Linked DNA regions of Mus musculus: region 2 is linked to region 1. A link is a contact called in public Hi-C data. All regions are on one chromosome and are shown on one strand. Each heading gives the region's core, a stretch centred on a gene start, on an enhancer-like site or on the middle of the called end of the contact. The rest is flanking DNA. Distances are from core to core; before and after follow the strand shown. Region 1 overlaps Rptor (regulatory associated protein of MTOR, complex 1). Region 2 overlaps Baiap2 (brain-specific angiogenesis inhibitor 1-associated protein 2).

What was found. Hi-C and Micro-C count contacts between places; a contact is called where the count stands out from the background.
Region 2: a contact with region 1 is called in a Hi-C map of bone marrow-derived macrophages, with 27 read pairs. The contact joins two enhancer-like sites. A contact is called at or near these places in 2 of 484 Hi-C or Micro-C datasets (LSK cells and bone marrow-derived macrophages) and 1 of 115 datasets of contacts at active chromatin or transcription factors (pancreatic cancer cells).

The regions. Positions count from the first base shown.
Region 1 is chr11:119,635,654-119,643,447 of GRCm38.p6, forward strand. The region is part of intron 1 of Rptor (regulatory associated protein of MTOR, complex 1); the gene reads left to right. Among named protein-coding and RNA genes, the nearest start is that of Rptor, 37 kb to the left of the region's middle. Within about 2 kb of position 4,513, at least 16 of the 459 cell types and tissues checked have an H3K27ac peak or open chromatin away from gene starts, as enhancers often do. A contact at or near this core is called in bone marrow-derived macrophages, where this site is marked.
Region 2 is chr11:119,986,129-119,993,922 of GRCm38.p6, forward strand. Baiap2 (brain-specific angiogenesis inhibitor 1-associated protein 2) reads left to right here. Exons shown (of 14, transcript NM_130862.4): 7 at 7,568-7,720. Among named protein-coding and RNA genes, the nearest start is that of Mir3065, 25 kb to the right of the region's middle. Within about 2 kb of position 3,168, at least 161 of the 459 cell types and tissues checked have an H3K27ac peak or open chromatin away from gene starts, as enhancers often do. A contact at or near this core is called in bone marrow-derived macrophages, where this site is marked.

The sequences.
Region 1 (7,794 bases), core at 3,263-5,762:
ACTTACTCAGGACCTTTCTCATTGGATGCGTGGAAGTTTCAGCTTGGCTAACCTTGCTGTTGTTCCTGTTTTCATCTGAAGCTTAGGGCTGGAGGGCAGGGAAGCAGCTTATATTGAAGAGGCAATGGCGGCTGTGGGTACTGCTGTAGGCACTATCACACTAAGATACCTTGGCAAGCAGTGTTGTTTACATCTCCTACCCATGACATTTGCATGTCACAGTCTACCCAGGTGAGGTAGGGTGGTTGCCCTAGGAACTTCCATGTCAAACTCAGAGGGGAACTGCCAGCGTCTTCCAGATAGCATTGATATTGCTGTCTCATATTTAAGTGGACTTACATGGAGGTTGGTTGGGAGTTTGGGAGTGCAGCAGGAACTTGGGCTGTTTGCACAGTTTTACCAAAGTGAAATATAATTTACTCTTTTTTCAAAAATTATATATATTATATATAATTTACTTTTAAAAGATAAAAGTATTGGCATTTAAGATAAATAAATACACTCAAATGATCAGCAAAGCACTGTGACCTGACACTGAAGCTGTGTAGACAGCAGAGCCCCAGGCCTTGGCAGTCATCAACAGAGTCTGTGTGCAAGGGCTGGGGCTCGCTAAGAGGAGGGGAACATGGGCCTAGGTGTGCAGAGGACATTAGTCACACAGTTTGGAAGGAAATGGAACAAGATTTTTTCCCATGAGATGAAGAAGTCAGAAGGTGGAGATGAATGGGGTTGGGTAACATGGTGGAAAATCAAGGCTAAAGCAAGGCTGCCCACAGGAATCCAATAGTTGGGAGCAGTGAACATTTGGAGCTGGTGAAAGCTGCTTTCTAGAGTCATCTGTGTGTAGTGTGTGGCAGTAGGTGTTATTAATCAAAGTGTGCCAGGGGTCTAACTTATAAGTAAAATAGTGCCACTTCTATAGAGGATCTGGGCGGGGAGTAAAGCTAAGTGTATGCTGAGATCTTGACATTTCAGCAGAAGCAGAGGTCTCATACTTAGGATAGGATCCAAGATAAGCACTGTGCACACACACCATCTGTCTCTTGGTGGTGGCAGTGATGAAATAGTAGGCCTTGAACATGCTAGTCAAATAATTCGCCAGTAAGTCACATTCTCATCCATTGGTTTTCTGAGACAGGGTCTCACTATGTAGCTTAGACTGGTCTCAAACTTGTTATGTAACCTAGGGCGTCTTCTACCTCTTGATGCTCCTACTTCGGCCTCCTAAGTACTGACATCATAGGCATGCACTACCATGCTTGGCTTGAGCTGCTTTCAAATTTGTATTTGGTGTATGTATGTGTTTCAGAGGACATCCTCTATGTTGATATTCAGGTGTTATCCATATGTATATATTTACTTATTGAGATAGGATATCTTACTGACATGGAACTTGCCAAGTAGTTGAGGATATGTGGCCCGTGAAACTGCTGTCTCTACCGTCTGCCTCTAGCTCCCTGCACTGGGTACAGGCACACCTCACCTGCCTGCCTTTCTCGGTGAGTGCCGCTGATCGAGCATGTGCTGTGCAGCTGTTTGCTGACTGGTCACCTCCCGGCTTTGAGCTTCCTTTGCTTCTTTCACTGCTTCTTACCTAGAAAAAAAAAAGGAATTAAAAACCTAGAAGTTCACACAGCTTATTGGAGTGAGAGAATCCTCTATAACATTCCTGTCTGAAGATGCTGGGGCGTGTTTGAGGTCTGTAAGAGGCAAGCCTGCCTGCTCTGTTGACTGCCTTTCTGAGGACCCTTTAAGTTGCAGCTCCATGGTCACGCACACTTTGTTCAGCAGCTGTTTTCACTCAGTAATGAAAATGAGAGTCGATAGTGTGTGGATCTACACATTCATCTTGTGGGAGGGAAAAGCTTTCCAGTGTGACCCCAGTATCAGCAAGGCGTGGAGGACCATGAGTGCTACAGACTCCTGGACACGGGGCATGGACCAACAGCCTCTGCTGCCTCCGGAGTTTTGTCAGCAGCAGGTTGGCGGAGAATGGTCCACACTGGGCAGCAGCTCAGTAGCAGGATGGTAGCTGCATACCACTGAGTGGGATGGCTTGCTGTATGCACTGCATACAAGCCTGCTCATCTCGCTGCAGTGGCACTGGCTCCTCTAGTGGCCATGCTGCTGGTCTGCTGCATCTATGTGCTTGGTCTCCTTTGCTGTCCCTGGCAGCTCATACTGCTTTTGTGGAAATGGCTGAAGTCTCGGGTTCTGTCCTGAGGGGCATTTGCCTGCTCCTTCCCACACTTGGGTGCTTGGGTTTCAATGCTGTGTGGTGAGTGCGGCCCCCACAGTGGAGGCTGGCTGCTCCTTCCCTCATCACACTTGCTTTATTTTATAGTATCTGAGCTTGTTATGTAGCTGAGGATGGGTTTGAATTCCTCTCTCTCTTTCCCCTCCTTTCCTTACCCCTCCCCTAGATTGTTCGAAGCAGGGTTTCTCTGTGTAGCCTTGGCTGTCCTGGAACTTGCTATGTAGACCATGCTTGACTGGAATGCACAGAGATCCACCTGCCTCTGCCTCCCAAGCACTGGGATTAAAGCCGCCACCACCTGGCTGAACTTGAATTTCTGATTCTCCTGAACAGGTGCGCAGTGTGACACCAGGTTTGGGTGTGATGCTGGGGGTTGAGCCCAAGGTTTCGTACGTACTAACTCTACCAGCTAGACTGCATCCCCAGCTCTATAGTCACTGCGTTCCCTGTCATGAAAACATCTCATTCCACAAGAATACTTTCACTTTTACCCAGACCATCTGACCTATGGACTCTGTTGAGTAAAATTGAAAATAATTTAAAATCTAATTTGTCTTCTTGTCAAGCCAAGAGAAACCTATCAAGGAGACATTGAAGTAGATGAGGAGTAGTCCTACAGCTGTGCATTACCCAGAGCGTCAGATCTAGCGGCAGGTGTGCTTTGTAATCAGCGTTAACGTGCACTGAGTGGGAAGCTGGTAATTGCTGGGGCTGCTGCCTCTTTTGAAGAGTTTTAGGAGCGATGGTGAGGAAGTTGATTATTGCTTGTTGTACAGTTATGGTGTTGGATCCAAGTTTCTAAGACCTCTCAGCCCTTTATTCCTCGATTTGATGATTCCCTAAAGACACAGTGGGCTGGTTTACTGTTAGTGAGAGGATGGTGGATAAAACCAGCCTGGGGACCAGGTGTGTATGGTGAGGTCATGCAGCAAGTCAGCCATGAACTTCCTAGGGTGCTCTTCCCGTGTAGTCACCTAGAACGGCTCAAAGCTTCCCAGCAGTAAGTTAGGGCCACACACATGAAGTGGGGTCACCCTAAAAGGTTCCTTAGAGACTTAGCTGGGTGCTTGTCATGGGTACATCTCTGCCTGGCTTGTACCAGAACTCTTGGCTACAGAAGGCAGGCAAGGGGGTTCAGCATGTCTGTGTTGTATGTAGTTGGGGCTTGGTGAGCCAACCTTCCTGTAGGGGAGGGAGCTTTCCAGAAGCCACTGCAGCTGCAGTGGGTGGTTCACGTTGGCTCCAGGTAGCGCCTGACTGACTTCCATATGCATTGCTGTCTCACTCTAAGGCACAGAGGAGTCAGCAAATGTGTGTCACCCCGTCAGACAGTCGCACTAGCTCGCACGGATGTGTGCTAAGTTGTTCTCACTGAGAGAAGTAGCAGATATATTGGGGAAGAAAAAACTTTAGAATTCTTTAGAATTTTGTGTGAAGTAATGGGCTAGAACCGAACTTCCCTAGCTGATGTTCTGTGTCGACACTAAATGCTGCCTGGGAGTTGCTTTAGTGAGAGCACCAATGAATTGTAATTAAATATTAAGAACCTATAAAATATATTTGCATTACAAAAGTAGTTAAAGTAATTTTCTCAGTCTTCATAAATTTAGATAATAGTCATTAAACAAAATAATGAGCTAGTCTTTGAATGGAAGAGGCAAAGAAGCAGAAAATTGCCCCAGGAGCTGGGCTGCTGATGACACAATTTTGTGGCTGCAGAATAAAAGCCTGTGGGGTTGACAGATTCTTGATGCCTGACTGTGTGCTGCCCACTGCAACAGAAATGTCACCATTAGGTTAGGGATAGTTTCAGAGATGTGTTAAACTGGCTCATTGTGACTTCTCAAGTTTCCTAACTTGTTCCTGTTGTGATCCATTCTTAGGTGGGTGCTAAGCAAAACACCAGTTGAGCAGGGTGGTGGTCGTTGTCGTCGTCGTTGTCTTCTTCTTCTTCTTCCTCCTCCTCCTCCTCTTCCTCCTCTTCCTCCTCCTCCTCTTCTTCCTTTTCCTCCTCCTCTTCCTCCTCTTCCTCCTCCTCCTTTCTTCTTCTTTTAAAGGAGTCTTATAACATTAACTAAATTTGTGACCATTTTGCCTCATTCCCCCCAGTGCTGGTATCACACTCTCCCGTACCCGGCCTAGTGACTTTAAAAGAAGTGAGTGATGTTTTACCGACGGTGGTTAATGTGTCTTGTAGTTTGGTCCCTATTTCACTGATGCTGCCAGAGCTCTGGTGTTGGGAGTTGTCACTCATCACTAAGTTGTCACTGGGCACAGGCTTAGTCACTAATCATGCTTCAGTTTACAGCTATGCAAATAGGAAAGATCAACCACTTCTCTATTTTAAAATAAGCTTTTTATTTAAGATGGCTAGAGAGTCATACAGTTTAACCAACAGTGAAAACCCTGTGCACCTTTCTTCTCGACTGGGAAGCTAGTGTGGCAGCAGCTATGGGGGCAGCTCAGCACTGATGGGGCCGAGGCAGGAAGATTGGGAATTCAGGCCAATGTGAACTATACAATGAGACCATCTCAAACCAAAGCCTTAAGCCAAAAGCTGTCCCATAGCGTCACAGCCCTGGTCTTGACACAGACATTGGCAATCCACTCCAGAGCCCTCTTTGTTCTCAGTTGCACACGCTTCTCAGCTGGGCAGGCATGGGTCGTTTGTCATTTCAAGAATGTTGTGTAGCTGAGCGGTGTAGCATCTCACTTTTTGCAGTTGGCTTTTTCACTCTTGAATTCCCCAGAGTTTCATCCACATTGCACATCATTTGTCCCTCTTATTGCCAAGTATTGTCTGTGGCGTAGATGAAACTGCCGTTGTGTAACTGCTTATTCACCGAAGGACATTTGGGTTGCTTCAGTCATGAATAAAGCTGCTGCGAGCACTTATGTACTTTTTTCTCTGAATGTTAGTTTTCATTTCTTTGTTAGGAAGTGCAGTAGCCTGGCCTGCGGGTGCACGTTTATTTTCTCAGGAACCATTGCACCGAGCAGCTGCACCTTTGCAGATAGGCTCTCAGTATGTGGTTGCTGTTCCTGGAATGGAGCTGTGCAGTGTGGACTCTTCTAGGCCAAACTGTTGCTGACGAAATTTCGCCCGAGGCATCGGTAGCTGCTCCATGTCCAGAAAGCTCCAGCCCTCGGGCGCCCCTGTACCTGCCGGTCCTTGAGGCTGCACGGAAAGCTCTTCTTATCCCTTGAGCTGCATGCGATCTTTCAGGCAGGCCTTGTGGATGCTGCCCACTTGAGCTTTCTTCTTGGGGAATCACCTGTTTGTGTTTTGTTCTTTTCCCTATGGATTTTGTCTTTCGTTTTTTCTTTTTCTTCCTTTTTAAGTATGGACCATAGTAAGCTGGTGGTATATAAACAGTGAGCTGGCGATGCAATCAATGCTCTCTATCTTAAGTGTGTTTGTCTTGGTCCTGTATAAACAAACACCTGATGCTTCAGTGCAGTCAGCTTTGTCACCACTGTCAACCAGGCACTACTTTAGTATTTCATATTTCATATTTTCAGCCACCCTCCCCTGTATATTCTCCATTGCTTTGGATCTTGAGGTCATGAAGCTGTTCTGAAGAGAGTGAAATTGATTCTCACAGTGGGATCTTAGATGGACCTGCAGGATAAGGTAGAGTTTTACTTTATTCCATCATTCTGGCCAGTGTGGGGAACACGCTTGTATCTCTCTGGCTTTAGTTTCTCATGCTGCAGTTCTAGAACATTTACAGATGTTACAGAGTTGCAAGAGTCATTGCTTCCTTTCTGGCCATCAGAGTGGGTGTCACACAGCCTAAGATGTGGGCACAGTGCAGGATGTCCTGCCTAGCACAGTAGCTTTTCTTCCTAGGCATGTGCGTGGGATACCAAGGCTTCTCCGACTTGAGTTGCAGCCCTCCTGGAGACAGTGTTGTTGCTCTTGTGTGCCTGTGTTTGTCACAGTCTCTGGAGAGCAGGTTTTATACCAGCACATGAGTGTCATGGAGTCCAGGCTGGGTACCACAGTGTGCCATCTTTCTGTAGCATCCTTGCATTGCAAGAATAGGCCACGCATGGGGCAGGTGACTGGGCTTGATTCAGGTGTCAGGAAGCAGTGAGGCAGATGGTGAACAGTGTCTCAGGCAGCATGAAGGCAAGAAGCTTGCTCTTGTTTGGGAGTTGTCAGCAGGATACGTGAGTGCAGAGGGACGGTGACAAGGGAAGAGGAGGCCAAGCCATGGAGTTCTGTGAAGCAGCAGTGCATGAGCGAGCGTCCGTGTGGATCTTTTTAAGGAGGTTGCTTGGCTGGATCCCACTGCTCTCCCCGTATAACCTATAAAACCCCATCTGTCCTTCCCCAACCTTCCTTCACTGAGAAGACTCTGAACAAAGGACTGGTGCCAAAAGCCCAGTTCGCTGGCACGGATGCAACAGTCTGACATAACCAGTCCACCTAAGTCCCTGCCCAGGGGTTTAGCTTTGTACTGTAGCTGCGGATAGCCCAAGCGCCTGGCTAACAGGTCATCACTCCTGCCTGAGGTCTATAAAACCTTCCTGCCCTAGCCCAGGGTGCCCTGTTATTTGGGACCGATGAACCTGCCTGGCAGCGGTGCCTAATAAACCAAGCCTGCATTTATCTGCTTTAGCCTTGTCTTATCTGGCCTATATTTGTATCACTGAGAGAAAAGATACCTGGTAGAGGTGTTGTAGTTCTGCTGCTGTAATAAAACACCTTGATCAAAGCAACTTCAATTTAGCTTACGGTTCCACATTACAGACCATCACTGGGAGGAAGCTAACCTAAGAATTTAATGCAGTCGCAACACACCACAGCCAAGAGCAGGGAGAGTAAACACAGCTTTGCTTGCGTGCATCTTACTTTCTCCTGTCTTACATAGTCCAGGACCTTTCTGACTAGGGAATGGTAATGCTACAGTGGGCTGGGTCTTTCCAAATCAATTAATAATCAACACTCCCCTTGCCCCCCAGGCCAGCCGGATCTAGACATTTCTTCAGTTGATCCTTTCTTAGGAGATTTTAGGCTGTGGCAAGTTGAGAATTAACTGTGTATGTAAGAAAGGTAGTTAAGTTTTGGTTTCTTTTAAAGATATATTAAAGGCTTTATACAATAATAGACTTTTAAAAACAAAATTAAGCTAGGCGTTGGTGGCACTTTCCTTTAATCCCAGCACTCGAGGCAGAGGCAAGTTCAAGGACAGCCTGGACTACAGAGCTAGCTCCATGACAGCCAGATGGTGATGATCATCATCAATTAAAACATTAAGTGATACTTCAAGCTGACCGTTACCAGTTGATAGCCTTAGCTATAGGTTCAGATCCTGTTCCATGACTGTACCTGCGCAGTCCTGAGAGGCCACCTTCCAACGGGGCCTCCACTTCCCTGTGGGCAGTGGGGGAGGCCCAGGCTTCCTACCGAGGACTTGAGGACCAGTGCTCCTGAGGTTGCCTTCCTTTCTCTCATTTGCTTACTGTCTCCGCATGTGTGCTCTTCCTCATCTTCTTCCTCCGCCCCTCCCCTTGCCTCTCACCTGTTG
Region 2 (7,794 bases), core at 1,918-4,417, 350 kb after region 1:
TGGGATCTATGAGCCTTTCCAGAGCCTGGAGCCTAACAACAGCTGCCACTGGAGGAAGAGGTGAGTGTATTTGGCTAGCTCAATCCCAGCAGCCCTGGTATGCACATTGTTGCCCTTAGGTTGTGCTCACTAAACATGGTTCCCTTCTTCACATGACCCTGAGAAGTGAACAGTGTGTCTCAAGACCTAGTCCCACTGATCTGTTGGGAATAGGGCCACTGAATGGTTGGTGCTCAGACACTTCCTCAACAGCATGGGGATGCGTTCTCAAAGTTCTTAGGAAGGAATTGACAGGGAGAGCCCGCGGATGCTGAATGTCAGGGGGATGGGCCTCTGGAACTCACGGTGACAAGCCTTCAGGGGTGCTGACCTCCCCCACTGTCTTCCTGCTTCTGGGCTCTGCCGAGGCTGAACCACTTAGGACAGTGGCCAGACCTTTGCCCCAAGCTGGACTGAGGACAGTCAGCCTGTTTACTGGAAGGGTGGTCATGGAAGACCAAGGTTGTAGGAGATGGAGCAGCTTGGGGCTAGGGAGATGTGAGGTTGTCAGATGAACCAGAGTGGGGAGGAGACAGGCACCAGCAGCAGCACTGTCCAGGTTTGCAGGTGGTGGCTACCTGGGCTCAGGGATGGACTCAGCCAATCACGGTTAAGAACTGCTCAGAACTAAGCTTCCATGTTGAGAGTTCCACAGAAAACTAATTTTAATTATAGGTCAGAGAATGGGAGCTTAGAAGTACTTGGGGCACTAACTGGGGCGGGTGGTTTTATGTGAAAAGGGAAGTTCTGAGATCCATCACTCACCGCCCATGGGTACTGCCCTGACATGGCCTCCCCTCCAACACATTCTGTCACCACAGGGTTGCCTGGCTGGCGTCGGGAAGCACCTGCACACATGAGTCGGGAAAGGTGCTCTCCTGGGGAGCAGTGGACATGCGATGGCTGCAGTGTGGCCTCTGTCCCAAGCTCAGAAACTGAGGGATGTGGTCATCCCTTTAGAATCCTCTTGGAAAATGAAAAGTAAAAGCCACACTGAGGCTTCAGGGCAAACCAGACTCTCACTTTCCTCTTAATGGCGGGGGGGGGGGGCACCCATGACTCAGCCACCCTGTGGTAAGTTGGGGAGAGCAGCCCCAGAGTATGAGAGGTGCCTAGATATCTTCTGTCAGCCTTTGTCCTCCTCCCTCCCCCAGGGATGAGGTGGACCTGAGTGGTCATGCTGGCCTCCGGTAATGGTAGCAGCTAGCTGCCCAGCCAGCTGGTATTCTGGGGACACCTAAGCAGAGACTAGGTGGCTATGCTGATGCCGCCCTCCCGCCCTTCCACCACGTCGATCCTGAGCAGCCCATACCCAGCACCCTGGGTAGAGCTGGGTGTGCCATTGTGCTCCAGTCTGATTTTTTTTTTCTGGTTTTGTCCTATTTGACTCCTCCCCCAACCTAGCTCTTATTAGAACAAGACAGGCAGGCACAGGTAGGAGGCTGTCTGCAAATGACAGTCTTCTGAGAGTGTCACACTGCCTTTGCTTTTCCTGCTGTGTGGCTTGCCATCTCCCCACTTAACTGGCCCTCACCCTCCAGAGTAGAGTGTGAGGAAGCGGGGCATTAGGAGACATAGAAAGGGGGGCCTGCCAATGCGATGACCTTAGGTGTGTCTGGGCTTGGAGAGCAGCTTGCCTCTCCCTACCCTTGCACTCATTCCGGGTGCTAACGGAGAGGCAGCTGAGGCACAGCTTCATGCTGGAGCCCCCAAAAGGTAAGAGCCCAGAGAAAATCAGCTGAAAGTTGGTAGGCAGGCCTCACTCCAGTCAAGATCACTCTGAAATCAATGTGACCCTGTGGAAGGCTCTAGTGGCTCTGCCTGACCCACTGTCCGTACACGGACCTACTGTTGGCAGAAAACATGCCAGGTTCTCTGCAGGAAAGCTGTCCTCGGTCCTCTCTGAGAGGACATGAAAGGGGAAGGGCTGGCTGTTTTACAAGAGGAAGTAGTCCATGTTCTGGACAGGTGCCTGCCTTAGAGGGTGCTGATGCCGTGTTCACTGTACCCCCACGAGGATTCCCAAGACTAGGTAACTGGGTGTCTATTCACCATGACACAGGGGCCGCTCCGGTGGCTTTGGCACCTCTGGAGTCTTCATTTGTGTACCTTTGTGGGATTTGCCTGTTCTAAGGGCCTGAGAGAGGGAGCAATTCATTTCTATTTAAAGGGCTGTGTAATTAACAAAGCAAACACAAAATAACCAGAGCTGAGATCTTCACAGCATATAATAGCAGAGGCTGGTCCGCCCAGGGTGTGATGTGGTGCAGGCGATGTGCCCTCACCCCAGCACACAGGGCAGAAGGTCTTGTTAGCTCTGGATCTCAGAGTCAGCCAAGTACAGGCCTGGCCTCCAGTGAGGTCTCACATGGTCAGCATCACATGGTCAGATGAGGAAGACTGCCAGGTCCTGTCCTTAAGAAGCTACTCATGCTGTCCTGGGGACACCCCTAACCACACCTAGCTCCGGGGACCTCCCGGGGGCAGCCCTCGCTTGAGTCTACCTGGTTCTGTCGGCAGGTGGTTTTGAAGATTGAGTTTCTGACACATTAACTTTCGGGGACATTTTAGTCTGTAGCAGTGCTCCTTGTACTTGAATAGCCAGTCTTGCCATCTGCCAGCCTTTGAGCACAGAAACACCAGCCAACCCTGTCCACCCATGAGCAACATCTGCTGTCTCCTACATTTCCCTGGGTGCCAGGCCCTTCAGACTAGAGAAGGTCTTTCCATGGCTTCAGGTCCCCAGTGACTTCAGACAACATGGAACTCGAGGTGCTTGCTGTTCCCCACCCCCACCCCTCCCAGCATAGCGTAGCTTCTGAGTTGTCTCCCTCCTTGGGAAGGAGTCATTACCCAAGTGCTAACAGTGGGACCAAGCCTCATGAACTCATTCATAAGCTGGAGGGGACCTTGGGCAGCCCAGGGGTTTGACAGTTATGGGGGCGCCTCAGTGGTCAGTGGATTTTTCTGGAACATCCTTTCCTGCTCTGAGTCACCGGCTGGCTCTGGAGCAGAGGAGACACACTTTCCAATCACTTCTGTCTTCTCAGATTACAGGGCTGTTGTGCTGGGTGACTAAGTGGGAGCGTTGTTTCTGTGGGTCTTAAATGCTTTCAGTTGGGCGTTTCTATAGTGCTGTTTCCATAGCACCCAGCTAAGCAAGGAGCTGTGAGGCAATGTGGGGTGGGTGGGGACAGCAGGAACCTGGCCACTGGGGGACAGGCTTTATGCCATTTTAAATGGCCCGATGCCAAGGTACTGGCAGTGCAGGCCCGGGTCGTGTTTTCTACTCTGCTCTCCGGAAAGTGTAGCCGTCGCATCACACTGGAGTGCTCGGCTCACTCCAGTGATGAGGAGACTAGACCCCTGCAGGCTCACACCACCCATCCCCTGTCCTCTGCTGTCTCCCTTGCATGTTGACACTTCACTTGGTCCAGATTTCCAGGATCTTCCTGGCAAAATTGTGGGCTGTCTGAGAGGAGCCGGTGGCCTGGAAAAGGAGGTCAGGGAAGTCGGTTGTTATTCCTAGACAGAAGTGGCAGCCACATGTCAATGGCAGGCTTCGCTGTGCTGCTGCCTGCTGCCTTAGGACCTTCTCCCAGGTCAGGCTGAAGCTGGTGATGCCATCCCAGGCTGGTATGTGGTCCAGGGCTCTAGCTGCACCCCCCTCAAGCTGGGGATTTTAAAGTCCTTCTAAGTGCACTGCTCTGATGCTCTGTCCCCTCCCCTTTTCATGGACCACCCCTAGGTGCAGAAGTGTGACCTGTGAGGTTACACTTATTCCTGGGGGTGCATAAGTAAATGGAAATCTTAAAAATAAGACGCCATGCTCTCCTAACTCAGGCTGTCAGACCCTGCTAATGAGGCCGGGCCCCACACCGGTGCCCTGTACCCCAGGGAGCTGAAAGCCTCTGTAAAGGTAGTGCGCAGCCTACAAACCCAGAAACTGCTGCTGGTGGGCTGGCTTCAGGCCTCAGTTTGGAAGGTGCTGTTCTCAGGGCAAGGAGACCCAGGGGGCCTTGTGGCCTGGTTTATGCTGATGTCCTAGGTGACCGTTCCAAGTGGTGCCTCTTTTCTGAAGTCCCAAGATAACGAAATGATGCAGATTATCACTGGCACCTTCTCTCTCCTGTCACAGCACCTCGGCTCTGCTTGTAAGACTCTGCTGCTGAGCCCTTTTGCCTGTTGTTGTCCTTGAGAAGTCTCTGGAAAGGGCAGTGGCGCAAGGGTCCACCCTAGCCTTCAGAACCTTGACTGTTCCTTAGCTGGCCACCAAGCTGAGACGTACGTGTGTGTGTGTACGTGTGTGTGTGTGTGTGTGTGTGTGTGTCCGTGTGTCCATCCCTGTGCCAGAGGAACAGGAGTCATAGGAGGAACTCTACTCACAGCCTAGTTCAGCCCTGAAGACCAGAGAGCCCCAGCACCAGACAGTTGATGCCTGGGATGGAATGAGTGGGATCCAAGAGGCCAGTGCTAAGCCCTATATGGTGACTGGCAGGTGTGCTCCTCTCCTGGAGAATAGCCCACTCCTTCCTGACCCAGAGTATGTCTGGTCTCATCCCACCACTCTTCTCTAAAGCTTGGGAAGGAGCTCACACCCAGGCTGAGCCTCCTCCAAGACTCCCTGGAGTCCTCCCAGCACAGCTCCTGTGGGGGCAACAAGACTCGTGCCCCACCCCCTACTTCCCAGAGGACCCTGGAGTGCAGGGGAGGTTCAGGGAGCAGGAAGCCCTGGTAGGCGCATGTTGCATAACCGAAGGAAAAGTACTTGACGCTGTGGAGGAGAGAGAAGAGAGAAGAGGATCAGAGAGGGAGGAGGGAACGCGCCCCCCCCGCCCCCCCCCATCACAGCAGCAGAACCCACTGTCAGGCTGGAACACCACTCTCACCTGCTATTTTGACTTCTCTTGTTACAATAACTGTCTTGAGTCCCACCTGGCAGACCTTATGGCTGGGCCCTGCTGCCGCTTGAGAGGACCAAGACCTATTCTCAGGCCTTCTCAGACTGGTCCTGTCAGTGGGGAGGGCAGGAGTTTAGTGTGGGGCTGCAGGGCAGAAGCAGCAATCTGTGTAGGTTTGGTGGCAAGGGTGTGAGTATGGCAGGCCTTGACCTTGGAGAGATTGGTGCTGGCTGGTAGGCAGAGTTGGCACCGATAGCCTCGGTGGAGACCAGCCCCCACCCAGCTGGGCTTCCCCCTCTTCTGTCCCTCCAGCTGAGCCTTGTGTGGGGAGATGCTAAGGGAACAGCCTGCTCCAACCCCCTCTGCCGCCCACAGCTCAGCCGCCCACCCACGCTGAGTCAGAGCTCCGCCGAGGTGGCTGTGAGTCAGCTGTGAGCACCCTGGCAGCTCAGGCCTGCCCCCTGCTGGAAGACAGTCGCCTTAGGAAGCGCTTCTGCAACAGCTGCTCCAGGCTGGTGGGAGTTCAGCCTAAGAGGGGTGGGCGCAAGAGATGCACTAGAGAGGCGTCTGCGTATACCTGGGTGTAAATAGACCCTTCCTTGACACTTGGGCAGTTTGATTATCATAGTAAGGTTTAGCTATGAAACCAAGTTCCACACACATTCTTATAGCATAGCTCTGTCCAGTGGTTTCTGTTGGTGTGGATGGCTTCTATCTATTGATTGAGGCTTTCTTTCAAATTGTAAACTACATATAACTGATACAAGTCACTGCCACGGACCACCCCAGCCAAGTATGGGGGTCCCTAGGATGTGGGTTCTCTAGGCAGGTGGATAAGGATTCAGCAGTGACAAACAGAAACAAACACAGAGGCAGGAGCATTCTCTTAGGTTGGTTGGTTTTAAAATGGCAAGATCTCAGGGATTCTAGGTGAGCCTCATTCTCTATATCGCTGAGGAGACCCTCAGGAGTGCTGGGAATGCTGGTGTGCAGCACACACCTCTGTGCCAGGCTGAGGTGGAGCCCAGGGCATCTCCTGTGCTATGCAGGCGCCTACCACTGAGCTATACACTTCCAGTTGGAACGTCTGTCTTCATGGTATGTGTCAGCACATCCACCCATCCCCAAAATCCCTTTATCTTTACAGTTTGTGACTATCCCCACTAAATGTCAACTGCCAAATGTCACCTGATACCACCTTCTCCCTGGTCCCTGTGAAGTTGACATCCCTGGACTCTCTGAATTCCCCTACCCCTCTGTCTTGGCACATTCAGAATAGATAGTCAGGTCTGGAGGTTGCACTGGTCCTGGGCTTTTTGACAAGAACCTTCCTGGGTAGGTTATGTTTCCCCCAGGAAGCTCAAGAGTAGTTGGGACAAGACCGCTGTTGGTGGCCAGAGAAGTACCTGTGACCTCAGGGGCTTCAAAGGGATTGCGTCTTTAGATGGGGCTTGGGGAAAGCAGTGCTCTCAGAATCCTATGGAATCATTTGACCACATATCTCTCTTGAGCCCAGAGTATCTTGAGGATTGAGGGGGCTCCCAAGGCCACCCAGATTGGATGCCCAGGTGAAACCCAGATAACCCAGATGAAAAGGCGAGGGATAGGTCATTTTTCAGTTCATGCTCTATGGTGAAGACCCCTCACCAGGCACATGCTATCCCAGGGATAGTGATCCATATGTCTTTGATGAAGGCCTCTCTTCACCTGCATATGATATTCATGAAACAATCTAAGGCTTGCTCACCTGTTCCGCTCTCCACATCCTCAGTGGTGGGTGCCCATGCTCTCTCTCCAGCAGCAGGCTTCCCTGGGTCTCCTCAGTCAGTATCTCTTGAGACCATTCTATAGCTGCTGGAGCTACGACTCTGAGGCAAAAGAAACTGTAGGTGACAGGAGCCTCAGTAGAGCCAGGGCATGGGAGCGTACTGCAGGAGCCCCCCCCCCTCTTACGCTGACATTTCTATGCTTCATGGAGCTGAAGCCTGGAAGGGATGGCCTGCCACTGGTACCTTTCCTTCCCCTTCTCAGGAAGAAGTCCAAGGAATGCTGGGATTGATGGCACACGCTTGTAATGCCAGCATAACAGGCAGAGACAGGAAGATTACCTCATGCTCAGGGCATAACTAAGACTTATAGTTCAAAGCTAGCCTGCCTACATGGAGGCTCAAAGATAGATTTGTATGGGGACTGGGGGATGGCTCAGTGGATAAAGCACTTGCCATAGAAGTGTAAGGACCATAGTTCTGATCCCTAGCACCCACAAAAATGCCAGATAAAGCATGGCAGCAGGTACCTGTTGTCCCGGCACTTGGGAGGTGGAGACGTCTCCCCAGGGCAAGCTAAGCTCTAGGTTCCATGAGCTCCAGGTTCTGTGGCAGACCCTGCTTCAGTAGAAAGTGACCAAGGAAAGCACCAGTGTTGGTTTTTGGCTCCATGTGCACGCTTCCCGTCTGTTCACAGTGCATGTTTGTAAGCCTGGAGATCCTTCCACCTGGAGATGTCTCCACGGGACAACCTCCTGGGCAGCATGGGCAGGCCTGCAGGGATGGCTGGATAATTTGCCCAAACCCAAGCAGGATCTGCCGTGTGCTCACTGACCTGTTTCCTCTGTATCCTGTCCCCAGTACATCGATGCCATCAGCAATAAGCAGGGCGAGCTGGAGAACTACGTGTCTGACGGCTACAAGACAGCACTCACTGAGGAGCGCAGGAGGTTCTGCTTCCTGGTGGAAAAGCAGTGCGCTGTGGCCAAGAACTCTGCTGCTTACCATTCCAAGGTGAGCTAGGACTGTGGGCTGCTGGGCCTTCCTGCTCGGTGCAGGCGGAAACTAGCTGTTCACAGAGCCAGACT